3 separate regions of the Sus scrofa genome follow, and all the other regions are linked to region 1. A link is a contact called in public HiChIP or PLAC-seq data. All regions are on one chromosome and are shown on one strand. Each heading gives the region's core, a stretch centred on a gene start, on an enhancer-like site or on the middle of the called end of the contact. The rest is flanking DNA. Distances are from core to core; before and after follow the strand shown. Region 1 has its middle 37 kb from the start of EDN1. Region 2 has its middle 58 kb from the start of MIR7136. Region 3 overlaps TMEM170B (transmembrane protein 170B).

Region 1 (2,700 bases), core at 101-2,600:
GGATAGACATCAGAGGGAGAAATCAGAAAGAGGGAGAGTCAGGTCCTGAGCAAAGCAAAACCCATTAGATGTTAAAGCTCAGGGATAACCTTCTTGGAGTTCTGTTGTGACACAGTGGAAGAGAATCCAACTAGCATCCATGAGGATGCGGATTTGATCCCTGGCCTTGCCCAGTGGTTCGGGAATCCGGCATTGCCATGAGCTATGGTATAGTTTGTCATTGAGGCTCGGATCCTATGTTGCTGTGGCTGTGGTTTAGGCCAGCAGCTGCAGCTCCAATTCGACCCCTGGCCAGAGAAATTCCATATGCCACAGGTACAGCCCTAAAAACCAAAGGGGAAAAAAAAAAATAAGAAGAATCCTCTCTTGGAGGCCCAGTGTGGCTCGGTGGGTTAAGACCAAAACATGGTGTCCATGAGGATGTGGGTTCGGTTCGATCCGATCCCTGGCCTCTCTTGGTGGGTTAAGGATCGAGCATGGCCAGAAGCTGTCATGTAGGTTGCAGACGTAGCTCAGATCTGGTGCTGTGGCTGTGGTGTAGGCCAGCAGCTGTAGCTCTGATTCGACCCCTAGCCTGGGAATTTCCATATGCCATGGGTGCAGCTCTAAAAAGAAAAAAAAAGAATAATCTTCTCTGACCTGGTGCTCATCCTCTCGGGCCTCCTGGGACAGCAGTGTCATCACAATGGGCCTAGGTCGCGGCCCTGCCCAAGAGGCAGGCCCTGGCCTGCTAATGAGAACCTTTGAAACCAAAGAGGAACCAGCCCTGCTCCCTAGGCTTCTGTGATAATCCTGATGGCCTCTGAGTCACCTTTGGCACCATTCTTCCCTTTTCTTGAAGGATAAATCAAGTTTACAATTGGATAGCTCTATTGTCCAGTCTATAGAATCCCAGAGGCCTGACTGCCTCACTCTTCTATGTTCCCTGTTCCATTTGGTCCCAGCTGGCAAGGTTTCTGGTGGTATAATCCCATCTCCATCCTGGTTTCTGGGAAAATGGCTCATTAAATTCGTGGTTTACACCCCTCCTGATCCCCTTATCAAATGAATAAGAACACCTTTCGTGATCTCTTCAGTGTGCCTTCTTCAATTTTGCAAAATGGATAGGCTGAGAATTGTCCACATCGTCAAGCTCTGGTTCCTTTTTGTTTAACAATTCCTTCAATTTCCTCTGTCCTCTTGCATTTTGCTGTAGGCAGTAAGGAGCTCGTAAGCTATGTCTTCAACTGTGCTTAGAACTCTCCTCGGCTAAATATCCAGTTACGTCACTCCCAAGGTCTAAGTTACACAAAACATGAAAACAGAATTCAGCCAAGTTCTTTGCCGCTTTGTCACGAGGCTTGCCTTTCTTCCAGTTTTTGATGCTCTGTTCCTCATTTCTCTCTGAAACTTCATTAGAACGTCCTGCAGGGTCCATAGTTCCACCACCATTCTGTTCATGGTGAAATATGTGTTCCCTAAGATGACAGAGGCTTTCTCTCTAGCCCCCTTGCCCCTTTTCCTTCTGAGCCCTCATCAAAATTGCTTCAATGTCTACATTTCTATCCATAGTCCTTTCGAGGCAACCGAAGCGTTTTCTACCGTGCACCTCAAAACTCTTCTAGACCTCACCCTGCACCCCGTGCCAAAGCCACTTCCACATTTTTAAGCCTTTGTAATAGAAGCACCTCATTCTCTGTACCAACACTTGTCTTTGGTTGCCGTAACAAAATACCACAAACTGGGTTGCTTAGCAGAAATGTGTTTTCTCATAGTTCAGGAGTCTAGATTCCACTTTCTGGTTGCAGATGGCTGCCTTCTTGCTCCACCCACATGCCGCCTTCCCTCTGGGGCCCCCAGGGGTGGGGGCTGGAGTGGGGAGAGAAAGAGCCCTGGTGCCTTCTCCTCTTCTTAGAAGGACAAGTTGTGTAGGAGAACTAAGGCTTCACTCTTACGGCTTCATTTAACCTTGATCACTCCTTATAGACCCATCTCCAAACACGGTCCCATCAAGGCTTAGGGCTTCCACACGTGAATTTAAGGGTTACAGCATTCAATCCATAAGACATGTACAAACAGGAATTCTTCATGAGAATGCTTCTAAAGTTCTCCTTTTTTGCTATAATCCTGGTATTTATTATCGTCCCTTGCTTTAACTCCCTTGAAATTTCCTAGACCAATGCAATTCCCACTTCCAGGAACAGTCATCCTGTGTTGCATGAAAATGTGTTATGAATGTATAAGACTAGCCCTCTTGGGGACCAACATTTGCTGTTCAGCCACAGTGTTTACATACGCCGTCTGCTGGGCAGTGGTTTAGATCCACATGAGGAGATGGGCTCCCAGAAAACAAGAAGATGCTGTGGCCTGGAAAGGGATCCCTGCAACCCAGCCAGGGCAGAACCCTGCACACCACAGAAACAGGGGTCTAGAACATGGCCCGCTACTAGGGTCAGCTCTGAGAAGTATGAGAAAAACATCAGTACCGTGCTTTTACGGTGGACAGGACATTTCCAAAAAGTCATTTAATTACCTCATGTTTATTGAGCACCTGCTTTGCACTGCTCTAGATTCTATTCAGATGCAAATAAATAACACCGAACAGTGTTACATAATAGCAATTGACTTACAAAGATCTTGTAAAGCAGACAGAGTAAGTAGTATTATCCCCAGCTGGAATCGGAAAAACGGAGTTGGAGAGAAGTTAGCATAAGCTAATAA
Region 2 (2,700 bases), core at 189-2,688, 520 kb after region 1:
GGATGCATTTGATCCCTGGCCTCGCTCAGTGGGTTAAGGATCTGGTATTGCCCCAAGTTGCAGAATAGGTGGCAGATTTCACTTGGATCTGGCATTGCTGTGGCTGTGGCTATGGCTGGCAGCTACAGCTTTGATTTGACCCCTAAACTGAGAACTTCCATTTGCTTATTATGAATGATTTTATGCCAGTAAATTTGATAGCAGAGGTGGCAGAGTTCTTCAAAAACACAAATTTCTAAAACTGACTCAAGAAGAATTAAATGATCATTATAGCTTTATATGTAATAAAGAAGTTGGGGCTGGTGGAAAAGTCATGAATCCTGATTATGGTGAACATATCCATTCATCAAACCTTATCAACTCTACCCTTAAAATGGGTGAATTTGTTGTATGTAAATTGTACTTCAATAAAGTGGATTTAGAAAAAAGGGAGGGAGACAGCTCAGAGGATTTACTCGATTTACTGAAGACCAAGGGGCCCAAACCAAGGTCCTCTGAGTCCCAGCACACAGCTTTCCCACCAGACCATATCGCCTTGGCATTACCATGGGGAAAATGTAGCCATTAGACTCTTGGAGGTGAGAAAAAGAATCACGTCTTTGCCACTGGTCATCTGTTTCTAATTGTTTCCAAAATTTTAATTTAGTCTGCGTTCTGATCTCTGCTCAGGGCAACACACACATAAACCTGGTGAATGAGCTTGGGCTAAGGTAGACCTGATGGCTGCCTGTAGGAGTGATGTGTGAGAAAGCAGGGAGCATGATCTGAACCTCTCCTTTGCCTGTCATTACTCTGCGCTATACTCCTGTCCTTCCTGCCAGAGCTGGAGCTAGGCCTCTGCTCTCCCAGTTCACGGTCTAGGGCTTTGGCTGCTGCACTGGAAGCGATATCCACTGTGAATTAGTGGTGTTCAGCCCTGTACTCAGAGTTTATATGGATATATGCTTTAGACTGAAATGGACATCTAATTCACTCCACAGCTTCAAGGCAGAAAGACCTGCTGCTGCTTTATCCTTCTCCCATTAACATATATATTAACCAGATTAGCCAGCAGTCAGCACTCAGTCCTGAGAGCCTGGGTCGTTTTTTTCGTGCATTTCACAGTCTCCTGACTGTGCATTTCATTGAGAGCAAGGAAAGCTCAAAATGGAGAAGGAAATGAAGTGAATGTAGGGCACTGGCAAGGACAGGCATGCCAGGATGAGATAGCCTAGGATCTCAGCAACACGGGAGATGCCCAGGCCTCCAAGAGAGTGCGCCCAAAATCAGGGGGAGGAAGAATACCCAAAGCATGCAGTTGCTGACTCTACTGTTTCCCTTAGAGCATGGGACACTGCGGTTTGGTGGAAAGTACGTGACTTTCAAAACCAGGCAAATCCTGGTTTGAGTGCTATTTAGTTTCTGAGTGAACTTGGGCAAATGATTTAACCTCTCTGAACTTCCACTTCCTCACCATGCAATGAAAGTAATAACGTCTTCTTAGTATCGTTAGAAGATTTAAAGGGCCGTGACACACACGAAAAAGCCACATTGCATATTTTGTTCCCCCTTTCTTTTCTTCCATCCCCTCTTCCTAGCTCCCTTGATACATAAAATGATAGAAATAGAAGACGCTCTAAAAGCCTGTAGTGCAGCACTCTCCTCATGTAAATAAGAGAAACAAGAGGCTTGCTGGTGATCTCACTGCTGGCCTTTGGCAATGCTGAGAGCACCTGAATAGTGTGATCTTTCCACCATGCCCCAGGCCGTCTAGCTGAATTGCTAATTCTAAGTCCCAATTTCCAAAATGTATATGTACATGAATTTAAAGGTCTGTATCCAAGGACAGCTCTCTTATATGACATTTTTTACTCAAGAACCCTAAACTAGACCCTTGCCTATTTTAAAACTTCTCTGATGAATGGCTTATAAACCTCTGGTAGACTTATAACCCAAAACATATCTGTCTCCCCACAAGTACCTCTCAGTAAATTCCACTTTCTGGAACAAGGCAGTACCAGGAATTCCCAAGATGGAGCCTCAAACGCCTCAAGGTCCACAGTCACTTGTTCAGAACACCTAGACCTCCTTCAGACTTTGAGAGGAGAGCTCCTCTATTTTGTGAGTCTGAGGGAAAGCTGGACTCTGACAGCTACAACAGAAGGAGGAGGGGTAGATGTTCCCTCCACCCACACCTATGACTAGAACTGAGTGATGTCATATATACTCTGTCAGTCGGATGTTTCCATCATATCATGATCCTTCAGGGAGTGATGCTTTAATTAGGGTTATTGCACCATCAGGGCAGCAATATAGCGTTCGTGGCAGTAGTGTCTAAAGCTGTGTTTCTCAACCTAGTTTTCATTATTGCTCCCTAAGGAGAATTTTCAGACATTTTTTCCTAAATTTCCCCCATTATGTAGTTTTGAGATAACAGATACACAGTATATCTGCTTATACTCTATGTATATCCAGGCTTTATACATAAATAGTAGAATTTATGTATTTTCCCTTTTCAGGGTTGATATTCCTGTTGAGAATGCATGGTCTAGAAGATGTGTCCAGCAGGGGCATCACAACCCCATGTTGCTATGAATCAATAATAGCAGTGTATCTTATTCCTTGGCATCTTTGGTCCCCTACCCATCTTCATCCATCTCTGAGTTACCTGGGATTTTTCCAATAGGGTCCTATCTTGGTTCACATTTACCTGGAAGCATA
Region 3 (2,739 bases), core at 33-2,532, 590 kb after region 1:
TATATATAACTGTATCTGGTATTTAAAAAAGAAAGCTCAGTAAGAGACAAATTCAACTAGGTTCTGTGTTTCCCTTGCTTCTTGCACTCTTAAAAACAACTGCATTTTGCTAAAACCTCTGAAAATGCTAAGGACTTTTTCATTCTAATAAAATGTCATCACAGATTCTAGTAAACTTAAATAACTGCATAAATCAAAAGCTGACAAGTGAAATGAATCACTCAAATATATGTCTAATACTGTACTGATATGCTGAAATTAATTGCCACATTTTAAAATTATTTACTACATTCCCCTTTTACTTAGAGAAATTATGATGTTACCACATACTCAAAGTAAGACAGTTTATTACTCTTCCTATATGACTTACTTGCTACTTATCTACAAATGAGGCTTCTTGTTTTCACAGCCTAATTTAGGCCACTCTTTAAATATAGTTAATACTCCAGAATGAAAGACTGCTTATGTTTTGTCAAAAATCAAGATATATGCAACAAGTAATATAATCCCACTGAGATACTAGTTATAAAGATGTTTTCTCCATGAGATACATGGCAAAAACTTTCTTCAGAAGGGTCAAGAATGCAACATGCATTTCATACTTCTTTTCTCACAAAATTTATAAGAAAAATTTCAAATTATATTTTTATGACACACAAACTACAACCAATGTGTGTGACCCATAAAGGTTTTTAGTTCATGTCAATAGAATGTTTGAGGGAAACTATTAAAACTGTTATTTAAGTGAGTGAGAAGGATGCTCCCTACAGATCTACTTTGAGTCCTTAAAAGAGTTTAGCAGTTTTTCCATTAAGTATTATTTTCCAAGTAAATTAAATAATAATAATGCCTAATTCATATGAAAGCCCTAAATCCCAGAAACATTCAACATTAAAAATCAAATACTTTGTCTCACACTGATTCAGTATTCAGCACTCATACGGGATTTAGCATCACAAAACAGAAATCTCACGATATCACCTGGATTCATGTCAAATGTGTTCACAGCACTCGTCTACATTTACACTTGCAAATTTCACATGATCAATGTTAAAAAAAAAAAAGAAGAGTTTGGCACATATATCAATTCTTCAAAATGTCCCTGTAACTTAACACAACACTGTGCACAACGATGAGTCAACACCAATGTTAACCTGATTGGCAGCTGAACAAGGTGCTTTTGCTTGTAGCTTCACGGGTGTGATGCGCCTGGCCTGGGACGGAGGCACGTAAGGTGCAGTGCGGTAGTGCAATCACTGGAACACCAGAGGGCAGTCTTCCCACGCAGCGCAAGGCCTCAGGTTTCGACCTGCTCTTTCCACATTCTTGCACAATTTCATTCCCACTTGTTGACAATGCTGTTTTCAGAGAATCTGTACATTTGTTTCCTTAAGTGAAGTAAGACAGTCCCACAGAAACCTCAGAGTGTGGCGAGGATCCTTGAAAAGGAGATGATTAATGTCAGTACGGTCTGTCCAACGCCCCACACCAGCGCTTCCAAGGGGGCCATGTTCTTCCCGGCCACTCGGTAAATGCCGGCCACCGCTGCGCCTGCACGGAAAGAGGGCGGGCAGGTCACACGGGCGCTCGTGCTGGGACACGCGGCGCGGCTGTAACTCAGGGTCTCCTGCCATCTCAGCCAAACACGGTACGTCACCCATTATTCTCGTTTTACAATTTTCTATGACTTTCCATGTGGTTGGTAAGTTACCCTCTACCATACCACATTTACCCACAAAACTGGCAACAGGCTTTATAGTCAACTGAAAAATACATATTTACAGCATATCCTGCTTGCCTGACACCAAAAAATGTTCATAAAAATGAATCATTCGGTATTACAATCCCTCAGCTTTGGGGATAATTGGTCATATCCTCAAATTTTAGAACTGGATAATGTTCTCCAATTTTTTGAAGATCATAGCCTTTGTTATCAGAAATTATGTTTGTTTGGGGTTTTTTGTCTTTTGTCTTTTCTAGGGCCGCACTCGTGGCATATGGAGGTTCCCAGGCTAGGGGTGGAATCAGAGCTGTAGCCACCAGCCTGTACCAGAGCCAAAGCGAAGCGGGATCCGAGCCACATCTGCGACTTACACCACAGCTCATGGCAACGCCAGATCCTTAACCCACTGAGCAAGGCCAGGGATTGAACCCGCAACCTTGTGGTTCCTAGTCAGATGTGTTAACCACTGAGCCACGACGGAAACTCCTGTTATCAGAAATTATGTTAAACCTAAGAAATACTGTTTTTACTTTGGATTTACCCTACATTTCCATGACTATTTTCAATTTAAAAAATGACAAACTGGCCTCTATTTCTCCAACAGTAAGCTTTGAAAATGATCCCACAAGTAAAAAATCTAAGCTCAGGCTGCCTGGGAAGTACCAAATTTGTTAATTCAAACAAATTATAAAAGGTTAAGAGCATGGCTTTTGGAGTACTAATTAGTACCTGTGTTACTCTGAGCAGTCACTTAACCTCTCTGTGCTTTATTCCCTCCACTGTAAAATGGGTGGGTATGAAGATTAAGAGGTAATACTTGGAAAGTACTTTAAATAGTGTCTGATCTAAGTTTAAGTACTCCAAATTTTGGTTAGCAGTCATGGCAGTAGTAAATGGTAAAGGTTATCGCCAATCAGTGGCTCACCATTCAGTAAGTGGTGTGGACAACTGGTAGCCATTTGGAAGAAATAAATTTAGGTCCCTACTTCACACAATTCCTCAAAGTAAGTTTCAGA

The links. HiChIP or PLAC-seq counts read pairs in DNA pulled down with a chosen protein or histone mark.
Region 2: an H3K27ac HiChIP or PLAC-seq map of alveolar macrophages shows a contact between it and region 1. The contact joins two enhancer-like sites. A contact is called at or near these places in 13 of 47 Hi-C or Micro-C datasets (alveolar macrophages, embryonic fibroblasts, fetal skeletal muscle and 7 more) and 2 of 2 datasets of contacts at active chromatin or transcription factors (alveolar macrophages and skeletal muscle).
Region 3: an H3K27ac HiChIP or PLAC-seq map of alveolar macrophages shows a contact between it and region 1. The contact joins two enhancer-like sites. A contact is called at or near these places in 10 of 47 Hi-C or Micro-C datasets (alveolar macrophages, embryonic fibroblasts, heart right ventricle and 6 more) and 1 of 2 datasets of contacts at active chromatin or transcription factors (alveolar macrophages).

The regions. Positions count from the first base shown.
Region 1 is chr7:8,713,716-8,716,415 of Sscrofa11.1, reverse strand. No RefSeq gene overlaps it. Among named protein-coding and RNA genes, the nearest start is that of EDN1, 37 kb to the left of the region's middle. Within about 2 kb of position 1,350, at least 8 of the 83 cell types and tissues checked have an H3K27ac peak or open chromatin away from gene starts, as enhancers often do. A contact at or near this core is called in alveolar macrophages and retroperitoneal adipose tissue, where this site is marked.
Region 2 is chr7:8,192,374-8,195,073 of Sscrofa11.1, reverse strand. No RefSeq gene overlaps it. Among named protein-coding and RNA genes, the nearest start is that of MIR7136, 58 kb to the right of the region's middle. Within about 2 kb of position 1,438, at least 3 of the 83 cell types and tissues checked have an H3K27ac peak or open chromatin away from gene starts, as enhancers often do. A contact at or near this core is called in alveolar macrophages and retroperitoneal adipose tissue, where this site is marked.
Region 3 is chr7:8,123,239-8,125,977 of Sscrofa11.1, reverse strand. It overlaps TMEM170B (transmembrane protein 170B), which reads right to left. Exons shown (of 3, transcript XM_003482132.4): 3 at 1-1,551. The coding sequence ends at 1,421. Among named protein-coding and RNA genes, the nearest start is that of MIR7136, 11 kb to the left of the region's middle. Within about 2 kb of position 1,282, at least 5 of the 83 cell types and tissues checked have an H3K27ac peak or open chromatin away from gene starts, as enhancers often do. A contact at or near this core is called in alveolar macrophages, where this site is marked.